Linked DNA regions of Hordeum vulgare: region 2 is linked to region 1. Evidence: chromatin contacts called from public Hi-C data. All regions are on one chromosome and are shown on one strand. Each heading gives the region's core, a stretch centred on a gene start, on an enhancer-like site or on the middle of the called end of the contact. The rest is flanking DNA. Distances are from core to core; before and after follow the strand shown. Region 1 has its middle 140 kb from the start of LOC123426603. Region 2 has its middle 85 kb from the start of LOC123426602.

Region 1 (7,441 bases), core at 3,251-5,750:
TTGGAAAATTTATTGGTAAAGGGTATGAGTGCGGAGGCATGTTCCGCTTTTCATTATCGGATTTTCGTAGTAAGTCAGTAAACCATATTTGTGGTAGTGTGGATTCAGATGCTAATGTGTGGCACTCTTGTTTATGTCATATTAATTTTGGTTTAATGAGTAGACTTTCCAGCTTGAGTTTAATTCCTACTTTCACCATTGCCAAAGGTTCTAAGTGCCATAGTTGTGTGCAATCTAAGCAACCTCCAAAGCCTCACAAGGCAGCCGAGTAGAGAAATTTGGCGCCTCTAGAACTCATACATTCTGATCTGTGCGAGATGAACGGTGTGTTGACAAAAGGTGGAAAGAGATATTTCATGACGTTAATTGACGATGCTACTAGATTCTGCAATGCTTATTTGTTGCAAACTAAAGATGAGGCTTTAGACTACTTTCAAATCTATAAGTTGAAGTAGAAAATCAATTAGAGAGAAAGATCAAGCGTCTTAGGTCGGATCGTGGTGGAGAGTATTTCTCTAAAATCTTTGATGAATTCTGTGAGGAACACGGTATTATTCATGAGAGGACGCCTCCCTATTCGCCCCAATCAAACGGGATTGCTGAGAGGAAAAACTACACGCTGACCGACTTGGTGAATTCCATGTTGGACGCTGCTGGTTTATCTAAGGCATGGTGGGGGAGGTTTTATTGACTTCGTGTCATGTCCTGAATAAAGTTCCAAACAAGAACAAAGAGAAAACCCCTTATGAGGAGTGAGTTGGGAGAAAACCATCAATTTCATATTTGCGCACTTGGGATGCTTGGCGAGAGTCAACGTTCCAATTCCGAAGAAACGCAAACTCGGACCAAAGACAGTGGATTGTATCTTTCTAGGCTATGCTCAGCGTAGCATTGGTTATAGATTTTCAGTGGTTAAATCCGAGGTACCCTATATGCATGTTGATACTATTATGGAATCTCATGATTGAACAATTTTTGAGAATATGTTTCCTATGAAAGATATGCATAGCTTTGCTGAATTTTCTTCTCAGTTAATTCCTTAATCTAGTACATCTAATGATTACTCTGAACAACCACACGTTGAGAAAGTCCTCGAGAAGGATGACAATGAAGCTCCTAAACGGAGTAAGAGACAGAGGGTTGAAAAATCCTTTGGTGATGACTTCATTGTGTACCTTGTGGACAATACTCCTACGTCCATTGCAGAGGCATTTGCATCTCAAGATGCAGATGACTGGAAAGAAGTTGTCCATACTGAGATGGACTCCATTCTTTCTAATGGGACGTGGGAATTATCTGAGCGACCATATGGTTGTAAGCCAGTGGGCTGTAAGTGGGTGTTCAAGAAGAAGCTAAGGCCTGATGGTACTATTGAGAAGTACAAGGTGCGGCTTGTAGCCAAGGGCCACACCCAGCAAGAAGGCAAAGATTACTTTGACACCTATTCACCTGTTGCTAGACTGACCACCATTCGTGTACTACTTTCCCTGGCTGCCTCTTATGGTCTGATCGTTCATCAAATGGACGTAAAGACAACTTTCCTTATCGGAGAGTTGGAAGAGGATATCTATATGGATCAGCCTGACGGGTTTGTGGTAAAAGGTGAAGAGAAAAAGGTGTGCAAATTGTTAAAAATTTTGTATGGGGTGAAGCAAGCACCTAAGCAATGGCATGAGAAGTTCAATAGAACTTTAACTTATGCGGGCTTTGTCATTAATGAGGCTGGTAGGTGCGTTTACTACCGCCATGGTGGGGGCGGTAGTGTTATATTGTGCTTGTATGTTGATGGCATACTGATTTTAGGTACAAGCATGAGTGTGATAAACGAGGTCAAGTATTTTCTATCAAAGTGCTTTGATATGAAGGATATGGGAGAAGCTGACGTAATTCTGAACATTAAGCTTATTAAGGATGAGAGTGGGATTACGTTAACGCAATCACACTATGTTGAGAAGATCTTGAGCCGTTTCGGCTTTACTGATAGCAAGCCTTCTCCAACACCTTATGATCCGAGCATGACACTTCGAAAGAACAAGAGGATAGCGAGAGATCAATTGAGATACTCTCAAATAACCGGTCCACTCATGTACCTTGCGAGCGCGACGAGGCCTGGCATCTCTTTTGCTGTGAGCAAGTTGAGCAGGTTCATGTCAAACTCGGGTAATGATCATTGGCGTGCACTTGAAAGGGTCATGCGCTATCTGAACGGTACTATGAGTTATGGGATTCACTATTCAGGGCACTGTGTCGTTCTTGAGAGATACAGTGACTCAAACTGGATATCAGATGTAGATGAGCTCTACACCACAAGTGGATATGCATTCCTTCTTGGAGGTGGCGCAGTGTCATGGAGGTCTTGCAAACAGACCATATTGACGAGCTCAACCATGGAAGCAGAACTTGCTGCTTTAGATCCAGCCATTGTTGAGGCAGAATGGCTGCGTGAGCTCTTGATGGACTTGCCGGTGGTTGAAAAACCATTACCGGCCATCCTCATGAATTGTGACAATCAAACGGTGATTGCCAAGGTGACCAGTTCTAATGATAATGTGAAGTCATCAAGACACGTTAAAAGACGTTTGAAGTATGTCAGGAAATTGAGAAACTCCGGAGTAATTAATTACTGTTACGTATATTCAAACAGACAAAAACCTGGTAGATCCCTTTACGAAGGGACTATCACGTAATGTGATAGAAAGTGCATCGAAGGAGATGGGTATGAGACCCGTGAGTATTATACCCTAGTGGTAACCCAACCTATGTGATCGGAGATCCCGTGAATTAGGACCTGGGAAGAACAAGCTAGTGGTTTAAGTGAGGAGAGTATTTTGTAAACCCTCTCTAAGTGAAGATGCATAACTCTTAAAGAGCTGTATGGCAGGTTGGCAACATGCCTTAATGTGTTTATGTTGGCTATTCGTAGCAAAGGTGCTATCCTACAAAGCGCCCTTGAAAGAACACACCTATATGAGTCTGACTGTTAAAACGTCAGAGTCTATGAGATTTGGGTGATCTCTAACTCATGAGGAGACCAAGTAGTATGACGTATATGCTACACCCGCGGGGTAGCCTACTCGCAGCCAAGTACTAGTTATGATTTTGAGTGAAATCTAAAAGCACCAAACTTGTAATTCAAGGTTCGTCCATTGTTCAAGTTGCCGATAGACGTAGCTCAAGGTTCTAGGCGGAACTTCAACTTAACGGTCTCTGCTGAAACACTGGTATATAAACAAGACGCGAGGTGTGACAAAATCTCCAAATGGGCATTTGAGGTCTGGTGAGGAATTGTTAGAATTTGGGCCCATATTTGGGGCACCCAACTAGCAAATCCTGAAATCTTAAAGTGGCCCATGTGTACAAGCAAGTGATGGGAATGGAAAGTTTAGTCACCCATGGAAAGTTGGAGGAGATGTACACCACCTTATAAGGTGGAGTGTTGTAGCACTTGTAAGTGAGTGAGAAGAGGAGAGCCTTTCGCGCACTCCTCCTCCGCCGCTCGCTCGTCTCGACTCGACACGTCGCGATTCGTGAATTCGGGCCTCGAGCCGAGACAACATTTCTCTTTATTGTCCTGTTTTGGAAAACTGAATTCGTAGTCGTGACGGACGCGTCACGGCTGGGCCGGTTCGGGTCGCTCCCGAATCGTGTGCTGCAACCGACTCGGATGTGCGGCGTGGGCCACGTCGCACCCGTTAGGGTTTTTCCGAACCGCAGTATAAAAAGGCACATGCCGTGGGCGCTGTACACACACAGAAACCAATCTAGGGTTTTGCCACTCCTCGTTCCTTGTGCCGTCACCGTAGTCTATTCCATCCCGAGCGCTGGCGTCCACCGGCGAACGGGAGAGCAGGTCTCGGAACCAGGCACCTTTCTGATCATGTACGGGAGAGGGCGAATTAGGTTTTTGGGAAGCGCTCTGCGCGACTGCTCGCTGCTTTCACAACGGGTAGTCTACCTAGCAAGTCGGGCGGTGTTGCGTACCGCCGCCTCAAGCGCCGTCTACTTCGGCCCGTCATCGCCAACGTCGTCGTCAACAACATAGTTGCACCAAACACATTTGCTTCATCTGCAAACGTTCGGTACGTGCGTCGTGTTTCCGTTGGCCTGATGAACATGTTAGATGCGTGCATGTTTTGCTATACTGTGTTGCTGCTATTTATGTTGTCTACTTCATCTAATATGTTAGAGTTTCACATGTTAGTAGATAGTATCATCATGCTTTATATTTTGGAACTAATCATGAAAATTGTGCCTAATTAATCAACAGGTACTTCTCACTATGAATATCCTTATGATATTACAAATTACAAAAATAATATCATACAATAATATTTGCAAATGTGCATCATACTACCCTATCATACCCAGAAGCGCCTCACACCGTCACACGCGCACCTGCAAACCTATAGGCCACTCGAACGGAGAGAAGACTGATCTGGGATGGTGGATCCCACGCACATATATCGAAAACGAAAAGAGTCACATGATATTGTCGAGTGGGATGGGGCCTACGAGAACAGCACCACCTCCTCTCGCTTGGCTACGAGAACAGCACGCCTGCCGGGTGCATATCCTACTGGAAAAGCCAAAACAAAGATGTAAACGGGAGAGGAAGGAATACGTGTACTTTGTTGTCGTTTCGCGTCAAGGAGTGCCGTGCATGTATCGCATTCCGCCTGCTGTAGTTTTCGCGGCGAGTGCGACGAGCGCTACAGCTATTAATGAATGAACGAAGGCGTACAAATCCTGTCGACAAGCGACGCTCACATGCATGATGTATCCGTATGAATGGCGGGGCCGGCCTCGACCACATGCTTTGTGCGGTGCATGCATAATTGTTGTGCAAGTAGGAGCGTCCGTGACGCCACGATCTATCTATCTATACGGACGGAACAAAGCCTGGACAGTGGACACGCTGGTCCACGGCGCTCATCACCTCATGTCATGCATTGCCCTTTTCTAGACTTTGCCCAACAAGATGGATCATGTGATCAACTGATCATCTGCGTGCGGATCGATGTGTGCACATGTCATCCCACACATGATACAAGTTACTGTACTGTATGAGACAAGATAAGATTTTGTGTCACCATTTGACAATTACAGAAGGCATTATCACATCGAGTCAAAGCACCACTCGATGTAATGCCACCACTGACTGGATCGGTTTTGACAACCACAAAGTTCATAAGACATGTCTGTCGGCCACCCGCAAATTCAGCTAGCTTAAGGTTGATGCGCAATTTCACCGACACCTCTCCAATTAACTGAAGTCTGGAATGCATTGTTTTCGAACTTATAAAGCACAAGATTGATGGCACCGAGTCCACGGAGTATCTAGCTGCATTTTTCACGCAAAAAAATTTATTCAGCTCAAACTAAAGGTATAATTATCATTATTTAGCCAATCTTCTTGTGAAAATGGCTAACAAATAAGTTAATCTTCTTCATTCATCTCTTAGGATTAGTTCTGATGATTATTTTAATAGATGCATAAAAAATAAACTTATGATCTAGTCCGAATATAGGTACATTACTTGCAATACATACCACTTCAAATACGTTCGAAGAGCATGATTTGTGTCGTGGAAATGAACATGACAATGAGTACTAGGGGTACGAAGAAGGGCTGGATCTAACAATGACGCAAATGTGACACAAAGATTTTACGAGTTCAGACTTCTCACACAGAAGGTAACAACCCTACGTCTCATGCCGGCTATGTTTTCTCTTGGGTCTCAATGTTACAAAGGATAACAAACCCATGTATCAAAGCTACGGGATGGCTGATATAGAGTGTGTCCACACCTTGTCTCCTCATGTTACAAGGTAATGAACGGTTGCGTTGATGAAGAACATTACATAGCCAAGCATAATTAATGCTAATAACGTGTTAGGATGTGTGCCTCTTGGCGCTCCAAACACTACACGAAAAGACCAGACGGCAAAGACGAGAAAACAGACGGTCAGGATTCTGCCGTCAGCAAAGGGTACTTTGTTCTCACCTTTTCATCGAGTGGATGGTAAAGATTTTACCGTTATCCAATCTCAGTAACACACGGCAAAGCAGATCTTCGCCTTGAGTCAAAACACCATCTTTGTCGTGAGTCGAATTAATCTAAAGACAACAAATAATTTCTTTAATTAAAATCTCACAGGATACCTAAACACATAAACATTTTCCATGACATTCTTTATAGATAGATTTACACAACAAATCTACTATAACTGGTTTGAAGACACCTCACCATAAAAAAATTGTAGATACAACATTCTTTATAGATCATATTTACACAAATCAATATCAACATTTTTCTTAATCTATTTACACATTCATGCTACATAGAAGGGAACCCTGCCACCCTCCTGCAGATTGCACCGGGGGCGGGGTAGCGCCCGTCGGCACTCGTGCTGGCCATGGAACCGCTCGGGATCCTGCGCGTGATGGGGGCGAGCGGCAGCGGCCCTCTGGGTTGGGCGCTGATACGTTCATTTTTCATCATGAATTTGTATTGATATTATGATATTCTTGTCCATTATTCCTCATTACAATACAATTTTTATGTCTTTTATCTTTGAATACGTAAGGTACATCACAAAGAGGGAAATTGCTAGAAATTGGAATTCCGGACGTGAAAACCAAGAAAAAGGTTGAAAAAACACTGGACTACAAATGAACTTAAACTTCATGGAGAATTTTTATGGAATATTTAAGAATTATCGGGCCAAAATTATACTAGAGGAGGGCCACCTGGTCGCCACAAGCCAATAAGACGCACTTAACCCCGTGGTCGCGCCCTGTTGCCTTGTGGGGGCCCAGCGGGTCTCCCGACGCCCCACTTCTCCTATATGATTTGTTTTACCCTAGAAAATTCATAAGAATACTTTCGGGAGGAAGCGTCACCGTCTCGAGGCGGAAACCTGGGCAGAGGTCCTTTTGCTCTCCGGTAGAGAGATTTTGCGAGGAAAACTTCCCTCCGGGAGGGGGAAATCGAAGCCGTCAGCATCACCAATGCTTCCTCCTTCATGGGAGGATCAATCTTCATCAACATCTACACCAGCACCATTTCATCTCCAAATCCTATTTCATCTCTTGTATTCAACAATTGTCTCAAAACCTCAAATTGGTACATGTGGGTTACTAGTAGTGTTGATTACATCTTGTAGTTTATGCTAGTTGGTTTACTTGGTGAAAGATATGATGTTCAGATCCTTAATTACCATTATTATACCTGTGATGTTGAACATGTTGATGAGGTGTGAGTATTTATTAGTGTTCCCGAGGATGGGAGAAGTCTTGTTATGAGTAATCATGTGAAGTTGGTATTTGTTTGATATTTTGATGATGTGTATGTTGTTGCTTCTCTTAATGGTGTCGTGTGACCGTAAAACATACGACACTTCCCATGTTATGGGCCTACGGGAAGGCATTGTGGAATAA
Region 2 (6,789 bases), core at 1,037-3,536, 200 kb before region 1:
CCTCTAATTCAAGTTTTTCCTAATTGGTTTTAATAGAACCTCTTACAATATGTTTAATAAAAGCTTTGATTTGTTCATAAGCACTAGGTGAATGAATCATGGATTGAAGGAGGGAAATATATTTAGTAAAGGAGCAACTCATAAGTAAAATCCTTGTAATCAAAAGTAGTGGGAGTAGTACTATCCAAAGTTTTTACCTCTTCGAACTAATATATCTCCAACGTATATATAGCTTTTGATTGTTTCACTCTATTGTATTATTAATCTTGGATATATTATATTGAAACATATGCTATTTTATATCTTTTAAAAACTAACCTATTAACCCACTATCAAGTGCGAGTTATTACTTTCTGTATGTTTTTGTTTTGTCAGAAAACCAGTATCAAACGGAGTACAAACGCTACGAATTTTTTTGATGATTATTTTTGACCAAAATAAGACCTAAAAACTTTGGAGGGAGACGAACGACGCACGAGGAGACGACAAGGCAGCAGGGCGCGCCTACACTTCTTGCCGTGTGGGCTCCTCGTGGCTCGGTCTCACCTAATTTCACCCCTATAAATTCTCATATATCGAAAATTCAACAAAGATTCACCCGAAACACCTTTTTCGCCGCCACAAGTGAGTGTTCCGACGGGAGGCCTTCTAATGACCTTTTTCGTTGCCATGTCGGAGGAGGAATCGATCACGGAGGCCATCTACTTCAAACTTATTGCATCCATGATGTCGTGTGAGTAGTTCAGCACACACCTACGGGTCCATAACGAGTACCTATATGCCTTTTCTTTCTTCGATCTTCAATACAAAGTTCACCGCAATTCTCGGGTGATCTATTGATGTAATCATTTTTACGGTGTGTTTATTAAGATATGATAATTATGGATTTACAATTAGATTATTCATGAATATTAATTGAGTCCTCTCTGAATTATTTTATGCATGATTGTTATAGCTTCGTATTTCTCCAATCTATTTGTTTGGTCTGCCCAAGTAGATAGATTTATCTTTAATAAGAGTAGTGCATTGTGATGGGTTGAATCTTGCCTTGCTCAATCCGAATGACAAAAAAACATGACACGTATTTGCATTGCTATCATTAAGGATAAAATGATGGGGCTTATTTATATGGCTTGAATTTACTTTGTCTATACCATGTTATCTTGTTCGAAGCTTTATTATATTTTATACTTAATATTCTAGATACATGCTGAACAACGGTTGATGAGTTAAATAATAGTAGTAGATGCAGATACGAGTCGATCTATTTGTTTATGAACGTAATGTCAAGATACACGATCATTGTCTTGAATAAAATATCATAACTATATGCTATTCTGTAAATGGCTCAACAATAATTTGTCTACATCTACTTTTGAAAAAAGCCTCTATAAAAAAATATAGGCTTCAGATCTACTCAAGTTATATTGCTAAAATTACAAAAATGTTAATATCATTTATTTTTTATTATTTATTTTTCATATTTATATTTTATATCTATCAGTATTTAATAGTGTAAGTAACGAGTAGAAGGGTTTGACAACCGAGAATGGTGTTTTGGAGGCCGAGCTTCATGGAGGCCTTTATTTTTGAAAAATTCAAATTCAAATTTTTATGGTTCCGAAAATAAATTCTGAAAATAAATATGCATGTATATAAGGACGTAACCCACCTGTGTGTGAAATTTCAGGTCAAAATACTTTAAAACGTGATCTGTACAAAAATGACAAATTCATGATCTGAACTGATGAATAGTAACATGTGTTAAACAATCTTAGATTTGTCTTTTTTGCACAGCCCTCATTTCAACGTATTTTGTTCTGAAAATTTACACACTTGTGTATTATACCTTCATCTATCTATGTATTTTTTTTCAGAATTTTTTGAAACAATAAAATACAAATTTTTACTGAATTTGAAGTTTGAATTTAAAGGTCTCCAGTGAGTTCGGGAGCCAAAAGCAATATTCGTTGACAACCCTTCTATTTACCTTACAATTTTGAAGGCAACCAAACACGTTCTTTGTGCAAATTTGTCCTCCTCTCAAACCAGCGGCCACTCTCGTAGTAGCTGTAGCAGCACAGTGGTGACGTACTCCAACAGCCGATGTTTTACCCAAACCACGTGGACGCGTCAGAGGAGAGCGGTGATTGAGGTGGCACATGCGATGACCCATCGGATCAGTATGGTTTTGCGCCTGCCGGGCAAAGCGCCACCCTACTACTTCCCTCGTCTGATGATGATCTCCACTCGCTCCGGTAGGTAAGGAACAGCGCCACAGACACAGAGACGACGTGGTTCGCCGTGCCAAACCCACCCGGGCAAGGCACCACCAGAGCGTAGTAGTGGTGGGCAGTGTGCGTGCGATGGCTTTTACTACATGCCCTGGTCGAGCAGGCAGCTGCAATCTTTTGTCCGACACGGCAGCCCCTCCCGCCCGTCCGAGACCACACCACAGACGCGTCCCGTGCGAGCATGTGCCCAGCCAGTGTCTCCCTTTCTCTCCTTCCGAGCGAGCAAGCATCCTCGCGTCGCGGAGTTGCGTGCGTCTTTTGGGACTTTGACACTGACAGCTCGGTGCCTCGACCCCTAGCTCCGCGTGCCCGCGCTCGGATTCCGCTGTCCCTTGACCCGGTGCTGTTGCCACCTTTCACGCTTCGGTCCGTAGATGTCCATGCCTGTAACATCCGTCCACCAATGATCCATCACATGCGTGCCTCCCTCATGATACAGTGCGTCGGCATGTGTGGCAAATGAAAATCTCGATGCGTGCCTGATTGGTACGTCTTATGACCACACGCAGGCTCTGCACAAATGAACGGGACGAAGGTTGCATCCATTGCTCACAGGTCACCGAGCAACTCCTTCCAAGCAAGCAGCGCGCCAAGCCCACACGTCAACGGTACATGCATGCATCATGGTGCAAAGGAGAGAAGCCATTCGTAGGCCAGCGGGCGCTCTCGAGGGCCACTGCTGCAGGGCAGGGCGAGGTGCATGACAGCAGAGCATGCATGCACTGCAATCTCTTCCTTCCTGCGGCCACTGCTGCCTGCTACTACCACTGCTGGTAGTGGTACAAGTAGGAATGGTATTTTAGTACCATATTCACAATTACACTAGTACTGGGCCCTTCTGGTGCATGGTCTGCCCAAGGCTCAATGTTCCCAACAATCCTGGGCCTGCTGCACGCTGCAAGGCCTTTGACAGTCACGGAAAAAGGTGAAAAGCTAGACAAATCTCGGCCACTGTGTGGTAGTAGAGCTATAGGTGGACAGAGACACGAGCACGGTGCACTGCTACCTCCACCAAAGGAAAAGGAAAGGGAACCCGCAAAGAAGGCGCAAACATCAGTGCAGTGCATGCATCTCGCGTGGATCTGCCAATTCAGGCGTGGGTCATCAAAGATTGAGGGAGAAAAGCTGTGGCTGTGGCTGTGCCTGTGGGGGTGACCGACAGGGGTACTGCAATAACAACAGAGGACAGTACTGTGCGCAGATGCAGAAATTTGCAGGCAGCATGCATGGCGTACTGTGATCTGCATCTTCAAAAGTGACGTGCAATGTACGGATTATCCTACCCAAAAGACATCAATAGAGAGAGAGAGAGGGGGGGGGGGGGGGGGGGGGGGGGGGAGCAACCGGCTGTGTGGCAACCGCCTGGTGCCCCCACCACTTGCAGGCTTTCATGGCAGCCGATCTTGGGCCAGCGCATCCCTGCCCACGATAGATGGAGAATTTTGGCACCTACCTGCCGAATTTGAACTATCACGGGCAAGTGAGTGGATTCTTTTTACTCGCTTGATAATTGCGAAAAAAAGATAATAATAATACGGAAACATCCTTTTCATAGTTTCTGTTAAAAGCAATTCTAACGCGCTGACCTATACGGACGGTGTTTTTAACCGTTTTTGTCCGTTTAGGTCGGTCGTCCGTTCGCCATTTGTTTAGTTTAAAATTTGGGTAGGTAGTGTGTCCAACGCTAGCCACCCATTTATGTGCGCGCACATATTTGAAAAATAGATCAAGCTAGCGATCATGTCGTCGTCCAAAGTTCATGTCGGTATCATGCGTGCAGCCCGCATACAATGTGAGCTTCACAAAACAGTTTATGCTCGCCCACTTGCCACCGGACGACACACATGCGAGTACACAAAAAGGAACGGGACTTTGACCACGCCATCATGGCCGTGATCATGCCAACACACTTGCTGACATAAAAAAAGGATGGCGCTTGATGCCATAGATCACTCGTCATCGAACTTGAGCATGTCGGCGTGCATCTTCTCCAACCACGGCCTCTTCCTTGACGACACGATGTTGAGATCAACCTTCATGATTTCCACCCCCGTTATCATGCTAGCGAGAGCCACTTCTTTCGTCTTGGTCTTGACATTGGCGACCTTGATCTCTAGCATCTTGGCGTGCTTCTTCACCTCCATCTCAAGCATCCTAGTTTGCTTCTTCACCTCCATCTCAAGCCTCCTCCTTTGAATCTCCATGAAGGCATTCGTTTGCTCTTCCTTGTCTTGCCGAGGCTTCTCCTCCCTTAAATCCTTTTTGGTCATCATGCCTTCCACGGTTGCGATCAAGGCGATCGACGCCGCACCCCGCTTGTCCTCCTTTTTGGAGTTGGTCTTTCACCGCCGCCGTGGCTTCTCACCCTCCCCAACCTCCTCCTCGTCTTCCTTGCCTCTCTGCGCTGTGAGGGCGGCATATTGGAGCTTGATCTTTTCATCATCTTTGATGATCCTCCAACAATGAGAAAGGTTGAAGGACTTGCCTTGAGGTTGGACCTTGAATGTCTCTAAAGCTTGGAATGCTTGTAAATGAATTACACGCACGCATATTAACAAATGAACATGTAAACAACGAGGGGGTATGCATGCATACCATGTCTTGTATGCCGATGCCGCTGACGGGGCGTGCCTTGATACTCTCATAAGTGGCACAAAACTTGTTGCATTCTTGTTGGATCACCTTCCATCGCTTCAAAATGCACACCCACCCGCGCATGCTTTGCATTTGGTACGGCGGAAACTTCTTGCGTTTGTGAAACTCACGGACATGAATCCAAAAGGTTGATGTCTTTTCATCGGCGTCGACCATGTGATCTTGCCCAATGTCCCTCCAACAATCACAAATGAGCTTGTCCTCGGTCGCCGCGTATGCCTTCGTCCGTCTGCTCTTTTGCCTGGGTTGCACCCCAGCGGCTTGTGTGGCGAGCTCGTCCTCGAACACAAGCTCTCCGTCGATGTCCACCACATCCTCTTCCCCGAGGCCGTAGTCATCCAGAAACACGTGGTAGAGCGCGAAGCCGTCCAGGTCCAGGCTGAGCTGATCTTGCACGAAAGCAGGCTACATGCCAGCTTGGCCATAGGTCAACGGCGTGAGCGGTCCGCCTCAGCCTTCCTGGCTTTGGTCTCATCGAGATCGTAGCCAGCACCACCTACAACCGTTGGAGCACCCTCCGACCCTTTCTCTCCGCCGACTCCCAAGCCCGCTCCCCAGGCGTCAGCTCCTTCTTATTCTTGGGCATGATGCCGGTATTTCGGGGGATGCTAGTCTGGCCTTTGAGAGAGGGGGTGTTGGGGAACGATGCATGGGAAACGAAAAAATTCCTACGCACACGAAGACCTATCATGGTGATGTTCATCTACGAGAGGGATATCGGATCCACATACCCTTGTAGATCGCTCAGCGGGAAGCGTTAAGAAACGCGGTTGATGTAGTGGTACAGCTTCGTGATTCAAATCACCGTCGTCCCACGATCCGTCCCACGATCTAGTACCGAACGGACGGCACCTCCGCGTTCAGCACACGTACAGCTCGAGGATGATATCCGCCTTCTTCATCTAGTAAGAAATACGGGGAAGTAGATGAGTTCTCCGGCAGCGTGACGACGCGTCGGTGATGGTGATGATCTATTCCTGCACGGCTCCGCCCGAGCTTCGTAGAAATCCGATCTAGAGGTAGAACTACGAGATATAGGTTTGAGTTGCACGTGGCAAAGTTGTGTCTCAAAAAGCCTAAAACCTCTAGTATATTTAGCAGGAGGGGAGGGGATAGCCTTGGGACTCAATAGAGCCCCAAGGGCGCCGGCCGAAAGGAGGACGAGGACTGCAACTCCAATTCGGTTTGGGAAGGAGGAGTCCTCCTCTTCCTTCCCACCTCCCTCTTTTTTTTCTTTGGTTTTCTTCTTGTGGCGCCATAGCCCACTTGGGCTGGCCTCACCAGCCCACTAAGAGATGGTGCGCCACCCTAGGACTATCGGGCTCATTACCGGGTGGGTGGGCCCCTCCCGGTGAAAACCCGGAACCCATTCATCACTCCTGGTACACTGCCGGCAATGCCAGAAATCTTTCTGATGACCAAATGAAACCATACTATATATCAATCTTCGTTTCCGGACCATTCTGGAAACCCTCGTGACGTCCGTGATCTCATTCGGGACTCCGAACAACCTTCGGTCACCAACACCTATAACTCAACTATACCGAAACGTCACCGAACTTTAAGTGTGCACACCCTGCGGGTTCGAGAACTATGCAGACATGACCTGAGACACTCCCCGGTCAATATCCAATAGCAGGACCTAGATGTCCATATTGGATCCTACACATTCTACGAAGATCTTATCGGTTGAACCTCTGTGCCAAGGATTCATATAATCCGGCATACCATTCCCTTTGTCCTTCGGTATGTTACTTGCCCGAGATTTGATCGTCGGTATCCCTATACCTATTTCAATCTCGTTATCGGCAAGTCTCTTTACTCGTTCCGTAATACAAGA

Evidence for each region. A called contact is a pair of places that touch in the nucleus more often than the background predicts.
Region 2: a contact with region 1 is called in a Hi-C map of seedling, with 2.9 times the contacts expected there. The contact joins two enhancer-like sites. A contact is called at or near these places in 2 of 6 Hi-C or Micro-C datasets (leaf and seedling).

The regions. Positions count from the first base shown.
Region 1 is chr2H:450,798,316-450,805,756 of MorexV3_pseudomolecules_assembly, forward strand. No RefSeq gene overlaps it. Among protein-coding and RNA genes, the nearest start is that of LOC123426603, 140 kb to the right of the region's middle. Within about 2 kb of position 4,501, at least 3 of the 3 cell types and tissues checked have open chromatin away from gene starts, as enhancers often do. A contact at or near this core is called in leaf and seedling, where this site is marked.
Region 2 is chr2H:450,595,920-450,602,708 of MorexV3_pseudomolecules_assembly, forward strand. No RefSeq gene overlaps it. Among protein-coding and RNA genes, the nearest start is that of LOC123426602, 85 kb to the left of the region's middle. Within about 2 kb of position 2,287, at least 3 of the 3 cell types and tissues checked have open chromatin away from gene starts, as enhancers often do. A contact at or near this core is called in leaf and seedling, where this site is marked.